2 separate regions of the Canis lupus genome follow, and region 2 is linked to region 1. A link is a contact called in public Hi-C data. All regions are on one chromosome and are shown on one strand. The core of a region is the stretch at or near the end of the contact, and the rest is flanking DNA. Distances in the headings are between cores, read along the strand shown. Region 1 holds the start of SAMD4A (protein Smaug homolog 1). Region 2 overlaps SAMD4A (protein Smaug homolog 1).

Region 1 (7,896 bases), core at 1,744-4,243:
GAAACAGTTGAACATGAGATATTTGATCAAAAGTATTATTCACTGAGCAAACACCAATTTCTTCCCTTCCCAGATTCTAGGAATGAGAAAATCAAAAGAATGTTAAAAGAATGTTAATTCATTTGATATTCTCTTCTGTCATTCATATGGAGAATCTTTTGGTTGGCACACCACTATAGACTCAGTACCTGTGCTCTGTACTCACTGCTTAATCCAGTGCCTGGAACAAAGTAGGTGAGCGTTAGGTATTTTTCAAGTGAATAAATAGGAAAATAGTGAACACAGACCTATTAATAATCTCTTTTATCCCATATTTTCATTCCTTCTCCAAGTGGTGTGGATTTTTAGTACTTGTTAGCCACTCTTTAATTATCCATAAAAACTTGGTACAGGTTCATATGGGAAAATTTCACATTTAATACAAAAACATATATTTAGCTGATAGAGTATTTTCTTCCCTCAGAGTCTTGACTTCACTTTGCAGAATAAAAAAGCAGCATCATGGGGTTTTATCTATACTTCCTTTCTCATCAGAGGAAAGGCCCAGAGAAAAGGGAAACCACAAGTATTGTGAACCCACAAAAACAAGAGGGACTAAAAATTCATTCATGCTCTTCTTTGTATTTCTCAAAAATAGCTCAAAAATTAGCTAAATCCAAATCTTTTCCTAGGTTAAAGCTGTAAGGACTACATTTTCCAGTAGGTGGCGTATTTTCTTCAGCATAAAGTAGAATTCTTGAACATTTGCCTCAAGGTTTGTTGATTGTTTTTTAGTTTTACTATTCCTTCAATAATGTGCAGGTGACAACAGATAAATTAATGAAACTGATGTTTCTTTTACCTTCTTAAAAAAGTGGAAACCTTGGCGATTTTCAAAAGCTTCAGATGAGGAACTTGTACTTTCTGGCTGCCATTGATAGCAAGGTATACGACCAGGGTAGACCCTTTAACCCTCCTCCCCATTTCCTGATAGGAGTTATTACTTAGGACTGGCTAATTGATAGTAATGTCTTGGAGCAAATGATGTCAAGATCTTTCTGCCTCTATAATAATAAAAAGAAAAAAAAATCCTCCCCACTGTCTTTAGAATTCTCTATTTCAAAAAAAAAAAAAAAAAAGAATTCTCTATTTCAGGGAAAACATTCATTAAATCATGCAGATACCTTTCCTGGTTGATAATGGACTTAAAAATTATTCACATACCCTATTTTAATGGTAACACCTAAGCTTTTACAGCTCCACAAGACCTTTCACTACCCCCAACAGACAGGTGCTCTCACACGTCTGACACCTAGTAAACGGTGCAGAAACTAGATTTGAGGAAGGAAAGCAGAATTGAAATTCCAGGGACATACGCTGGAGTTGAAAAACGGAAATGTTCATTACTGGAATAATATCTCAAATACTTTATGTACAAAAATATTGTGTTAGCGAGAGTAGGGAAGGCTGAGTCTGAAGCACGCATTTCACTGATTTCTCAGAAGTACTCTTTTATAAACAAAGCTTCAAGTTACTGGAGAAAATGTTCAAGGGCTCAGTGTTTCACTGAAAACACGGAACTGGCCGGATTTGGCATTCAAGTCCACCCGTGAATATTCACCTGATAATAGCAGGTACAGTGATTTTTAGGTTTTAGGGGATTTTTAACCAATCCTTCTTTTTTTTTTTTTTTTTTTTTAAGATTTTATGTATTTATTCATGAGAGACACACAGAGAGAGGCTGGGACACAGGCACAGGAAAGCCTGATTTAGGACTGGATCCCAGGACCCTGGGATCACGACCCTCTGAGCCAAAGGCAGATGCTCAACCACGGAGCCGCCCAGGCGCCCCTAATCCTGTACTTTTGAGACTAGCTGGCAGCACTTTTCCGGCTCACCTTATGCCTCTCCCAGCCCACCCTACGCCGCACGCCCCTATTCTCTTGCGCGCACGTGGACCGCCGACCCCCGCCCGGCCTCGCGCACTGTGCAGGCCCAGGTGAACTGGCGAGCGGGGCGACTCAGACGAGCCGACAGGTGGCCTCGCTCGCCTTGCGGCCGCCCGGGGCGGCGCTCTTCCCCAGCCGGGCCCGCCGCCACCGCCCGCGCGCCAGGCCGAGCTCCCAGGCTGGCCCTAGTAGTCGGGCTGCCTCCCCAGGGGAGAGCGAGGCCCGAGAGGGGCGCCGGGTCGCCCGCGAGGCCGCCCACAAGAGCAAAGGGCGGCCAAGGCCAGAGCCAGGTGAGGGGTGATCAGGCCGGGCGCTCTTCGCACCCCTCGGGCCAGCGCCACCCCGGGCCCGGCACCCACGCACGTCCAGCTCTGTGAACCGCCCCTCGGCTGCCTCCGCCCTTTGCTCCGCGATCCCGGGGACCCGCCCACGCCCCCAGCAGCCGTGACCCCGGGTCTCCGCCGCCCGCGGGCCAAGCCGATCGGCCGTCCCCGGGCCCCAGGAGTCGGCGAACCGCATTCCCAAGGACGCGCAGCCGGGGGCAGCGCCGCCCCCTCCCCGGCGCCCTTCGGGTCCTCTGCTGCCAACGCTCCCGCGGCTGCAGGGCCCCGACTCTCCAGAAGTCCCTGGAGGCCAGGGGAAGAATCCACTCGGACCCCTCCCCTTCTCCAAACTTCTTCCCTGTGCGGGGCGGTCCTTCCAGCCCGACCCTCTGCGCCATCCGGCTCCTCCCTCTCCGCTCCCCTCCCCTCCTCCGGTCCCCACTTAGGAATCCGCCCCCCCACCCCCGTCGCCGGCCGGGTCCGGGGATCCTCCCCCCGGCTCCCCCCGCGTGCCGCCGCCGCCGCCGCCGCCGCCGCCCGGGTTCCTCTCCCCCCTCTCGGGCGCTCCCTGCCAAGCCCATGATGTAATGGTGTATGTTAATCAGTAGCATGTGGGGAGCTCCGGCTCCGGCGGCTCAGTCCTCCGCGAGCCGACACTGGGGGCAGCAGCAGCGGCGGCGGCGGCGGCCCGGACCCGCAGCGCCGCACTCTCTCAGCGCCGCCCGCCCCGACGGCATGGCCCGCGGCCCGCGCCCCGGGCGCCCGCAGCCTCGCTGAGAGCCGCCGCGGCCCCGACCCACGCGTCGGGCCCCGAGCCGCCGGGATGAGCCGCGCCGAGGTGAGCGCCCCCAGCCTTCCGACCTCGGGAGGGTCCCGGGGTCCCCTTCCCGAGAGACTTCCCCCTCTGCTCGGGAACTTTTGGGAGGCGGGAGGCGGGAGGCGCGAGGCGGGAGGCGCGAGGCGCGAGGCGGGATGCTGGCTGCCAGCGGCCCCTCGAGGGCTGAGCCGCCGGGCTCTTCGCCCCGCAGCCCGCGGCCCCCCGGACAGGCGTACGAGGGGGGAGCCCCCGAAGCCGAACTTTCTTCTTTGCGGTCGTTGGGGGGCGTGTGCGGGCGGCGCGGAGCCGCAGTGTCCGCGGAGCCGCCCTGCCCGCCGGGGGAAGCAGGGCTCCGGGCTCCGGCCGTCCCCGCGCTCGGCGCGCGCCCGGGGCCGTGCAGCCTTCGGCCTGGGAAGCGCGGGCGAGACGCTGGGCCGGCGGGACCCGCCCGTAGGCGGTGGCAGCCGGGGCGGAATGCCTAAAGCACACACGCTCGTACACACAGACGCGCACGCACGCACACATCTGATCGCTCTGGGCGAAGCAGGCCCTCGGAGACCGCCCGGGTGGGCTGGCGCGGCGCGGCGCGGCGGGGCGCGGGGGAACCGGGGCTCCGCTGCGCCTCCGCCCGCTGGGCGCGGAGCTTTGGGTGGGGAGTTTATTTTTGTCTCGAGCTGCTGCCGCGGCTGCTCACGGCCTAAATCCAGAGGGGCGCCTGGCGGTGGAGATGCTGGCTGTTGCTGTAGATGGAGCTGCAGCCGCTCGGCTGCTTCTCCAGGAGGTGGAGGAGGAGGAAGAGAGGAGGAGGAGGAGGTGGTAGAGGAGGTAGAGAACGAGGAGGAGGAGGAGGAGGAGGAGGTGGGCAGAGGAGGAGGTATAGGAGGAGGAGGAGGAGGAGGAGGAAGGAACTCGGGCTGCTGCTGCCTCCGCCTCTGTTTTGCATTAGCCCCCACCCCCACCCCCGCGCCCCTTCGCAGCCGCATTGCAAGTTTTCCGCGCGAGGAAGATCTGTTGCTGGTGCTGGCGTTTGCAGGCTCAGCCCTCGAGGCCACCCCGGGTGGGGTGTGTGGGGAGCACCAGCCGTTCGCAGAGGCAGCAACAGGAAGCCGTGGGGTCTCCTCCCGCACCTGGGAAGGAGGTTCCTGGCCGTTCCCAGCACGGCAGTAGCTCCTCTCGCGCATCCGGGTGCGGAGGGGGCTGCCGGAATCTGGGGAACCAAACCCCCCGCGGGGCGCCCCCCCCCCCCGCCCCCTGTGATGCACTCGTTTCCCGGGCGCGCTCTCTCGCTGGCCGAGGTCTCACTGCAGCCTTTCTCTCCTTCCAGTGGTGATCGCCGCTCGGGAATGCGGGTGTGAAGGGTCCGAGCTGCCGCCCAGCGGGGAAGAGACCCCGGGACGCCGGAAATCACCATCCCGAAGCTGCGCGAAGGGGGGGAAAGAGCATTCTTTCAGTTTGTGTGCCTTGTGGGGAAATTTTTTTTTTTAATCGTTATTTTTTTTTTTTTGAAAAAGAAACATTTCCGTGCTACTGTCTGTCATCATCTCTGGGGAAATCAGCCAGAACCGCCGGAACGTAACTGCAACCAGACGAGAGAGGCAGGAGCCGAGGCAGTACCTGCAGCGTCCGGGCACCAGAGCCACCTTGGAACGGGAACGCGTCTCCGGCGGCCGTGGGGCTGCGGCTCCGCCAAACTTTGGGGCGGGCGGGGCGGGCTGGGGCGCCGAGGGGGCTTCGTAGACCGAGGGCCGCCCCCTAACCATGATGTTTCGCGACCAGGTCGGGGTGCTGGCGGGCTGGTTTAAGGGCTGGAACGAGTGCGAGCAGACTGTTGCGCTGCTGTCGCTGCTGAAGCGCGTGAGCCAGACCCAGGCCCGCTTCCTCCAGCTCTGCCTGGAGCACTCGCTGGCCGACTGCGCCGAGCTGCACGTCCTGGAAGGCGAGGCCAACAGCCCCGGTAAGTGCGCGGCCACCGCTGTCCCGCCTGGTCCCCCCGGCCTCCCTCCCCCACCCGGTCCTGCCGCCCAGCCTCGGGCCTGGGCCCCGCCCCCGGGCTCCTGCCGGCGGGTGCGCGGAGGGCGCGAGCCCCGGGGCCCTGGGCCGCCGCCCCCCCGCCCCCCCCCCCCCCCGCCGGTCCCTGCCGCCCACTTACCTCCGCTGGCCGCTTTGGTGTTTTGCCTACTGTCAACTCCTTCAGCCCATTCCGTGTGGTAGCCACGGTAGCATGAATGATTGATTTTTCTCTCATGCAGTTTCCTGGGAAATAAGTAAGTCAGGTCACGTAGAGTCTGGATTTTCTGGGCTTTTTTTTTTTTACCCCCCTTCTCATTCTTTTTCTTTTGGGCAACGTGGCTCTCTGGATTTCAGCAACACATGAAGAAGCCGGACTGCCCTTCAGAAAGCCAAGCTTTGATTAGGCTGTATGAGGAATACATGGAAATTCAATGTTATTATTCCTTTTCCCCCATGGATATTCCAGTTTTAGAGCCCTGTCTTCAGACCAATATGCAGGTGACGCTACAGACTATTCAAATGATATTTGCAGTTTGTATACTGTGGGGTTATACTTATCCTTCAGGGCCTTCTGGTATTGATAGGAATGAATCTTGTAGAAAGGATCTTACAGGAAGGGTCTCGGTGGAAAGCAGGCATGAACCAGGGCCCTTAATGCTTTCTGTTGGAAAACTTTACTGAATATAACAGAATTGTGTCATATTACTCTGCTAGCATTTACAGACATCTCAACTAGTATAGAAAGTGAATATACAGGGAAGGTTCAGCAGTTTTCTATTTGCTAGCATGGGTGGTGACAGACAGAAATTATATCCCCGGGTGGGGAGGTGTGGGGTAAGGAAATGGGATGGAGAAAGGTCTGTTGGTTGTAATTTTGGATAGGGGAAATTCTTCAGCTCATGCTGCAGCAGGAGGGTGAACAGAGCCCCCAGTGTTTACGCAGAGAAAAGAATGCAGGGTCCTCTTCCAGCTGTTCCATGTTAAAGCCGCCAGCCTGCAAGACTCAGCAGAGGTCTGGGCTGCCATTTGATGACAAGGTCCAGTCCAGGGCAGCCGGGCCTGGGAGAAACTAAAGTGAGTGAGCGTGCTGTCAGGGCAGCAAGAGGAGAGCTGGCCTCCCTCCTTACTCCTCCTCCCTGATGTGGTGCTCATGAGGCTGAAAACCCTTGGATGGGATGTTTCCATATATAGAATCATAGGCTGGAAGTCAGCCGGGAAATCCTCACAGCTCTTTTCCTGACCACTCAGGGCTGCACCCAGAGGTCCCTGTGCTGCCAGGTGTGGAAGGCCACACTGAGAGAGATCACACAGGCCCCACTGGGATTCAGCCCCGAGCCCAGACAGCCCACCCTGTTACTCACAAGGGTGGCAGAGGCAGGGCCCCTTCTGTTCAGTTTAGTTCCACATTTATAAATAGCCTAAGGGCCAGCCTCCTTCATAAGGGTGTAGGAGCATAACTAGGAAAACCGATGATCTACTCTCTTGACTTCTGTCCTTGATATGACAGGGTTGCCTGGTTCACCTGCTTGATATTTGTTTTCTCAAGGTTGGACAAACAAGGTTATGTAAACTTTCGTGTGTTATAGAATGCAGACGATTTAAGTATAGTAATTGATGTTGAATGCTTGACTTCAGTGCCTGTAGAGACTATTTCAAATACTGATAATGAATCTTTAGGTTACTCAAATGTTAGAGCAACATTTTTTGCCCTCTGAGTTAAAAGAGACTTTTTCTCCACATAGCATCAGTTCAGCAAGTGAAAGCATTAAATGTGTGGTGTAAAAAGTAGTTGCTTACTCTAAAAAATCTTGTCATTTATAAACTCAAGAAAAATATGAACTTCTCTGAGTTTTTATAAGTCATTTGGTAATCTCCCCCCACCCCCAATTTTATTTTACTGCACTTACTTGTGAAAACCTACCTGTTCATGCTGCCAAGTGCTATAGAGGTACAAAATCTAGAGCCATTACGTAAGACAGGGACTGTTTTCCGGTTTCTGAATTAATCTTTCAACCTGGAGATTTTGCTTCCTTGGAAACCTTTGCACTTGTTTTGTTGTGTGGCCAGGACAGAAATTCATTAGGAAGGTTGTGTGATGGTTCCATATACTTCTCTATGGGGATCATATAGAGCATCAGGATTTGTCATGGTATATCCATGTCTGGAGTGTGGCGCTCTCACATATCTGGAACCTAGCCAAGAACCAGGAAAGGGGCATAAATGCCCACTCAGCAACCAGAATAGATGACATGAAGTATGAGAGAATACTTCAAACCCTTTCTTAGAACATATTTTTATTTTATTATTTTTTAACATTTTTATTTTAGACAACAACCCTAACGACTTTTTTTAATGTGAAAAGTAATCCATAGCATATTAGGGGTAGCACATTGAGAATGGGATGTGGGCAGCTGTAACCAGCAGTGCAAAGTGACCCTAGAGAGCTTGGCAGCTGGGAAAAATAGAGACGTTATAACTTAAGACACAGGAATTGGGAACAGAAGCCCTGAAGGTTTGGGAATGTGAGAGTAGGAACCCTCAATTGATCTTGCAGGCATTACTCTGTAATAATGTAAATCAGTAATTACTGTTTACTGTGAATGAGAGTGAACTACCAGAAATGGTACGTTTTTAAATACGCTTTTTGAGAAGAGAGGGAAATATGCCATAAACTTTGAAAATATTGACACTCAAGATAATTAACCTCCAAGGCTGTTTTGGTGTGTAAGGCTCATACCCATTCAGAAAACTAGGTTGTGTAGAATGACTCATTCATTGGCTGGCTGAGGTTTCCTATACCAAAATCATCATGTCTCAC
Region 2 (7,896 bases), core at 2,500-4,999, 140 kb after region 1:
ACTGCTTCTGCCAGGGTCAGCTGCTTCAGAGATACCTGTTTGGTTCGAGGAATGCTTTGCCCTTTGCCCTTCACATTTTCTTACAAGACCAGCAGCCACTTTAAGCTATTCTAGTCAGCTTGCAAAAAATGATCAGAACCCAGATATTCAAGGGAAGGCGAGACACCACACAGCTTTATGTAGGCCTGACAAGAAGAGAGGTCTTGCGTGTGGCCTCTTGGAAACTGAAAAGGGCAAGGGATGCCTGGGTGGCTCAGTGGTTGAGCATCTGCCTTTGGCTCAAGTCATGATCCTGGGGTCCTGTGATCGAATCCCACATCAGGCTCCCCAAGGGGAGCCTGCTTCTCCCTCTGCCTGTGTCTCTGCCTCTGTGTGTGTGTGTGTCTGTGTCTCTCGTGAATAAATAATAAAGAAATCTTTCAAAAGAAAGAAAGGACATGGCCTACAGATCCTGATTCTTTTTCACAGGCTACAGGTCTTCCCCGTCCTAAACCACTAATGTCATATAAATAAATCTTCATGGAATTATTTTGTCTTTTACCAACATACTTTCTGGTTGGAAAATTTCTTCCTCCCCCAAACCTAGCCAACCTGGCATGTAACTGAAAAATTCCATTATTTCCTTAACCCCTCATTTGCTCTTCAAAGAGGTAACTCTAGTTGCTGTGCTTCCTTGGAGAAGCATTTATAACAGCTGGCATGATATATTTTTAGCTTCAGCTTCCTTTCCCTTCAGAGGAAACTTTTTTAAGCATGACACTGGCCTTCCTGATACTACAGTGTGAAGGTGGCTTGGTGAGATCTCAGAGGACCTGGTATTGTCACTACCTAATCATCCCCTTCGACGAGTCCAGAGGTTTTACAGGACTGCTCTTCCTTACCATGCTTCATGTTTATTTTCTGGGGCAATAGTCAGAAAAACACTATAGTAAGCAAGAAGTCTGCTCGTTTATTGTGAGTCAGCAGAGATCCCACTGCTTGGGAAAAGTCAAAGGTTTTCATGGACTCCATATGCCTTGGGTCATGAGGCTGGGCCATCCGCCTCCTATCCAGGAGGATTTTCCTTAGACTCTAATTACAGTGAGGGTTATCAAGTGCTAGGTGAACTACAGAGGGAGGCAGTTGTGTTCTAATTCTCTACTGTAATTCAAAAATAGGATGGATTCAGGTTGGAATAAATGACTGAGACTGGACTAGCCTGCAAGAGGGAGGGAAGGAGGAAGAGATGAACAGCATGGCTTCTTTAAGACTTTCTTGAGGCCTGTAGTCTTATGATTTCTATTATTTCACAAGATTTAAAGTCATAGTCTAACAGTGGCTGCTCCATCAAAAAAAAAATTGGACAAGAAAACTTTTAATCTTGCACTTACTTTTTTTTATCTTTTCTCACTTTTAAGATTTCCAGGGACAAACTCAGGTTACACTGAAGAAAGATGTACCATGAATGTTGCTTAAATACACACAGACACACACACACACATACACACACATCTTTGACATCTTTAATATCAAGCAAATTAAACCCTTTAATTTCATGGTTTTAAGTGAGGGTAAATCTCAGTGGCAGTGCCTACTGGCAATTTGGGGTATATTTTCTGACTCATAAACACTGTGCATATCATCCTGCCTCCCCCATTCTCAGTATTCTACTAGGTAAAAGAAAAAAAATGGTATCTGAGTACAGGAAATCTCAGGTATAAGTCAGTTAAGAGAAGGAGATGGAGATGCAAGGAAGACGGGGTTCCAAAATCTGGAAAATGCTATATAGAGTTTTTGTGGATTGGAGAAAGGCCGAAACTCCTAACATACCCTAGAGTAATCATTCTTTGCCAAAAGTCTGGACCATTTCCATAGACGAGTTCCATGGCTAGAATTAGAGGAGCCAATGAGAGCACAGGGTTTGCTTTAGAGATTTGTTTCACAGCCAGCCTTGCTGAGATGCATCCTTTCAGAAAGGCCCAGCAAATCCATATGGAGCTAAAAGATTCATAACAGATTATTTTATACTTCAGTCTTCTCTGCACAGGAAAATGTTGCTGTGCAAAGGGAATTATAAGGCTAAGCAGCATGTTAGATATTCAAGTTTAGGGTATAAATGATAAGGCAGTGTCTGTCAAGATCAAGAATGGGGCTTCAAAGTCAGATGTTTGGTTTTCACTTGCAGCTCCTCCAATGACTAGGTATGTGGTGATGGCCAAGTTTTTTGGCCTTGATAGCTCCTGTCTTCATCTGTGAAATGGGAATAAATTTCAGTAAGAGACCTCTTAAATGAATTGATCAGGATTGGTAGTTGATGTGTTGATTGTAATAGCTGTTTAAAACAGGGAATCATTTTTTAAAAAAGGAATAAGACTGTAAATATTAACTTGAAGTGTGGATACATACATTCATCTGCTGTTTTTGTATAGAGTAATGGACCTTTCTTTGAGGATAGGTTCCTGACTGTGGCTGCTCTTTGTCTTTCCTGCATAATTCACACCCATGATGCATTATTGTCTGTGATATCTTCAAAATGGAAGCAAGAATTTGAAGACATTTGCGAAAAAACAATCAGTTGTTTCTGGATGGTGGTTTTTTTTATTTTTTTTTATCATTTAGCTTATAGTTTTCTCGGTGAATTCAACAGTAGATTTTTAAGCGAAACAATGACTATTTCTAAAGCATGTAACAAAGTTTTGTGCAATTAACTCTTATAATTCATATGTCATCATTTGTATACTTTTTAAATGACATTATTACAATAAGTACAACTGGCATAAACAGGTTTAGGAACAAGGTTCAGTGGATTCTTGGTACACCTGCAGGTTCTAGGGTGGGAGCAGAAGTGCACAATTTAAGATTTGAGGAGTTGATGTATCGGGGACATCAGGAAGTAGGCTAAAGGGAAAATACTGATTGGTCTAGCAAGTTGGTTAAATGAAAATGAGTTGAGAGCTACTTAGGGTTGTTGTGAGGATTTAATGAGAAATGTATGTAAAGTGATTGCCAGTAGGAGATGCTCAACAAAAAAATAGCCCTTATTATTATTATTTCTGCCCTGGTTGCTAATGTGGATACAGTAAGGGTTGCTACTTTTCTCCAGGCTAGGCCTTGCAGTAAATGAGGATGGAATAGGCTCCCTAGGGCAGCCCTATGACAAAGCTCTTCCTATATGCTAAATTGAAATCAAGATGCTTTGACTCAGCTCCATAAAGAGCTGGCCTTCCACAAATATCAGTATTCCCATAAGAATTGTTCCAGTGATGTATCTTACTAACTGACTTAAAATGGACCAGAAAAAAGAAAAAGTAAAGAGTAAGGTAAAAAAAAAATTGGTTGTTGCTTCCTTGGGATCCATTGCTAACAGGAATAATTTTTTTAATCAGTGATAAATGTAAGGCTATTATTCAAATTTATAAAAATGATCCTTAAGGAAAAGAATTGGATTTGTGAGAGACACATGAGGCCACACACATAGATACAAGCCAGGAAAGTATGGCTAGTCCCAAGAGTTTAAACCGTCTGGAAGAAAAAGAATGTGCCATAGTGAAAAGAGCAGCAGGTTAGGGAAGTCACCTCACTTAAGAGTGTGTGATCTCGCACTGTTGGGTACTCCCATATCTTCACAAAGACACCAGGTTGGATGACCCCTAAGAACCCTTGTTAGTTCTTTCATCCTATGCTTCTAAGGTAGAAGCTGATGAGTACACGTTGCTGTTACATTGAGGTGAGCAAGAGAAAGAGGATACTATGCCACCTAACGTGCTGGGCTGGTATAAGAGCATCGGGGCCTGCCTGCCAAAGCCAGGGGGAGGTTCCCCGGCTATACTCGGCATTAACTACACGCTTGGTGAGAACCTGATAACGATTTCAGTTCCTGTCATTGTTGAAAGAATGTGAACACCAGTAACTGCTACCTGGAGTGTGGAACTGAAAAGTCTGGCAGACAGGGGGTGCAGGAGAACTACTTTTTACTTTACCTTTTGAAGTGAGTATCCTGTTCATGCCATGTATCACCTATTAAAAATAAAAAAAGATATAAAATGAAAAGGATAATGAAGATGTTGGTGAAGAAAAAGGGAAAAAAGATCTCCTAAAAGAAAAGGCAGGGTAATTTAGCCTGGAGTTGTAAGGCCAGATAGGGAGTGAGTTGATCATTTAGAAGGATATTAAAGTGTGTTAATAGGAAAGGCACAAAAAAAAAAAAAAAGGAAAGGCACTATCATGAGTTCCTTGGTCTCTGCCATATAGAAGGAAAAGACGATTGGCAACAATTCTAGCTAAAGATCTTGGTGATGATGAGACCCCAGAGCACATTACGATTACAAATGTGGGTTTGCTATCCTATCTGGGTTAGAGAGAACACATCAGAGGATCGACGGGTTCAGTTGCATGGCACCTGCATCACAGGCCACCTGAGAGCCACTCTTGCTTTGTGATTGTGGCATCGTCTTGATGAGATTCTTTGGGGGAGAAAAGTGGACTGTTTGAAGATTCTTTGTTTTCAGAGATCTGGTAAACATTTGGCATATTACTGGTCTTATTCCTGTGCCGTTAAGTCAAATATTTCCACAATGGAAGTGGGCATGTTACACTTTGGGGCTCCGCATCCAAAGCTATTACCCATTTTGTATTAACACACACACACACACACACACACACACACACCCCAACAACTTTTGCAATACCTAAGTCAAAATAAAATTAGACATGTCTCTCTCAGTGCCAGTTCTTGAGGAGCAGTCTCTGAGTGGCATCAGTGGATGGCGACAGCACCTGACACTATCTCACAGAGCCCAGAAGTTCAGCTTCTCAGCAAAAGAGGGATAGTGGTGGCAAGGATTAAGACACTGAGCATACTCTTGTAATCTATCACTAGTATCAGAGTGAAGCATAAGGGAGAGAACATACCATATAGACAAGTCTCATTTACAAGGTGGGTATATTCTTCAAAGTTGCCTGAAATGACCTTTATTTGAATCAAATCATTTTTCCATCGACTAAAACCATGATTTGGGGTATACATTATCTTGGTTTCTAATTAATCTTAATTGGCAGGAACTCTTAAGATCAGGTTAAAGTCCTCAGTTCCTGTGATTTTTCTATCAAAGTTAATAATCTATAAGTATTTTAAGATAACAAATTACTGAAAGGATTTTATGGGGCGATTTTTTTATTTTTTTGGCATTGTGTATAATAGTCCTCTAGTCAACTGGAATTCTTTAGGTGACTTTTTTTTTGTTTTGGTTTGCTGTCTCTAACAAGTCACATTTGTATGCTGTTGGATGGGGGGCAAGGGGTGCCCACCTGGGCTAAATCCCACCTGGGCTGCATTTCTAAATGCAGAGAGTGCAGTCTTTCCCAATTCTTTAAGGAACTAGAGACAGAGCTTGCTGAGGAGTGATGTTGACAGAAGGGCTTGGCTAGAATAACGCCTGAGTCTGTATCCACTGGGTGCAGTGGGAGTACATTCAAGACTGCGGCATGCCTGGGAAGTTGGAAGAGTTGGGGATAGTCATTAGGCCTCAGGGAACTAGGCTGTGAGGAAGGGAATTATTCACATATGTTCGTCATTATCCAAGAAATTATTCTGTGCCTGTGATATTGTTTTTAACTGCTAGGTTTAGCCAGATAATTTAAATATCCCAACTGAATGTTCTATATTACTCTAAAAGCCAGAGCTCACTGTAAATATAATAATGGCATCTTTGGGTAAAAATGACCACATGTGTGCATTTGTTGACTTTTGGCATCGTAGCTCCAAATCCCAAAGTGCTGTGTGCTCAACTTCAAAGTCAGGGTTTTGGTTCCTCAAAGTGTCTCTACTTGGGGTGTGAGCTGAGAATGTGATTAAGGCTAGCCAGTCCCTAAGGCTGGATCTGAGCTGCAGATCCTAAACTCAAGGTAGTTTGGGTGCACAGCTCACTGTTGTTAAGGAATAAGAGTTGTCAATACTCGGAGAGGGTAGAAGCCTTGGAAGCAAATGATGTGTTGCTTGAAGGTTTTCTTTTCAATCTATGAAATTTGTGAAAAAGAATTGGAAGCTTTGTATGGTCACAGTCCTTTCCCTAATTTTCTGTGGGTGATATCTCTCTCTCTCTCTCTCTCTCTCTCTCTCTCTCTTGCTAGAGACAGCTGCATAATTTTTATCTGCTTTTAGAGTTATTCTCTTGCTCCTCTTCCCCCCACTCAATCTGTATGCAGTTCCGAGAGCAGGCTAATTATGGGGTACTGGAGAAGCAGTTGCTCAGAGAAAAAGCTATCTTTGAGCATTCAACTGGGACGGCTTGATGCCGAGGTCACACTCGTGACCCTCTCTTCATTCACGTCCACGCGTCTGCATGGGAACTGCCTTCCATCCTTGTGCAATTGCAAGAACAAACTTTTTAGAAAGGTCAACACAAGAAATAAGTGCTTGCTCTGAAATGACAGAGCGAGCAGATTTCATGTTTACCTCCTGAGTCTTCACTCTGGAAAGATGGCCACAAAGTGGCCAAGAGAAAAGAGAAGTTTCTTTCTTTAACCAAGGAGTTGGATTTTTGGCTGCCCTTGCAGTGGCTTAGGAGCAAGATGCTTTATCCACTCAGGGGTCAAACTCTCAAACTGGTATGACTCCAAGCAAAGGGGCTGCTAAAATTCCTTGACCCAGGAGATTGCTTTTGGTTGCAGGTTGGTGTTTATTCAACTGCACTTCATCATCTTAAGTAAATGGTTTACTTCCAGAAATCTTCCTACCCTGTGACCACTCTGCCACTCTAAATGGTATGGACTGAGAGAAACAAAGCACTTGAAAGGGTAGTTTATTAAGAATCCTGATTTTGGAGGGAAAAAAAAAGAATCCTGACTTTGGGAAAGAAGGATGCAGAGGAACGCCTTTTTTGCCTCCCTCTTTTAGATCAGCTTAACTCAGCCCTGTGGAATCATCCAGATTGGCAAAGATTTGAATGGGCCCTTGGCTGAGCCATTGAAACTCTAGAAAAAAACCTGCTTGATACCCATATTTCTCTTCAACTTAATGAATCTATAGAATCCCAATGCCAAGCCTGCCCCGTTGAAACTTTGGTGGAATTTCCACCTCAAACCAGTTCATGATGATTGTGAGGAATCCCTAGAAGTTCTAGGCCTGTCACAGAGCAGCATTGGGGGATCTTCCTTTTGTGCTGGAGAAATTTGTTTCTAGGATTGAAGGGAGAATTGGGGCAAATGACCCAACACTTCTCAACATTCCCTCCTTTGTTATACTCTGGGGAATTCAGGAACTGGCACTGGTTGCACAGATCTGGCAAGGTCGCTAATATACTAGGTTACCGAATCAGAGTCCAGAAAGATCTCAGGCAATATCAGTTATGGTTCAGAGCACATGCTTTGGAGTCAGACCAACCTGGGTTTCAGTCCCAATTCCACTGACTACTAGCTTTGTGGCCTTGGAGAAATGCCTTAACCTCTCTTGGCCTTGATTTCCTCATATTACAAAGAGGGGACTAATCGTCATCCATGAGTGATTGTGAAAGCCGTCTGAGTGTTTTTTTCTTGAAGATATTGCTCCTGGAGACTTCTAGCATCCTACTTCAGCCCCGGTCTAAAATCTTGTTCTTCATTTTTTTTTTTTTTTTAGTTAAATTTAAGTAGGCTCCACGACCAATGTATACCTTGAGCTCACAACCCTGAGACTAAGAGTCGTATGTTATACTGACTGAGCCACCAGGTGCCCCTAAAACTTGTTCTCCTTCAGTTCTAGGAATTTTTTTCGAATCTTAAAAATATTTTCTTCTCATTCATTCTCTGCATTCTCTTTTTTAGGAATTCCTTTTAATCACATAATAGCTCCTCTCTAATGATCCTGTGATCTCCTTAGCTTTTCTTGTCCTATTTCCATCTTTTTGTTCTGCTTGCTGGATGATTTCTAAAACTTTATCT

What was found. A called contact is a pair of places that touch in the nucleus more often than the background predicts.
Region 2: a contact with region 1 is called in a Hi-C map of blood, with 6 times the contacts expected there. The contact joins the enhancer-like site here to the promoter of SAMD4A in region 1. A contact is called at or near these places in 2 of 9 Hi-C or Micro-C datasets (blood and liver).

What each region holds. Positions count from the first base shown.
Region 1 is chr8:30,775,501-30,783,396 of UU_Cfam_GSD_1.0, forward strand. It overlaps SAMD4A (protein Smaug homolog 1), which reads left to right and starts at 2,994. Exons shown (of 12, transcript XM_038544762.1): 1 at 2,994-3,089; 2 at 4,393-5,022. The coding sequence starts at 4,827.
Region 2 is chr8:30,914,237-30,922,132 of UU_Cfam_GSD_1.0, forward strand. The region is part of intron 3 of SAMD4A (protein Smaug homolog 1); the gene reads left to right. Among named protein-coding and RNA genes, the nearest start is that of SAMD4A, 140 kb to the left of the region's middle. Within about 2 kb of position 3,750, at least 2 of the 20 cell types and tissues checked have an H3K27ac peak or open chromatin away from gene starts, as enhancers often do. A contact at or near this core is called in blood, where this site is marked.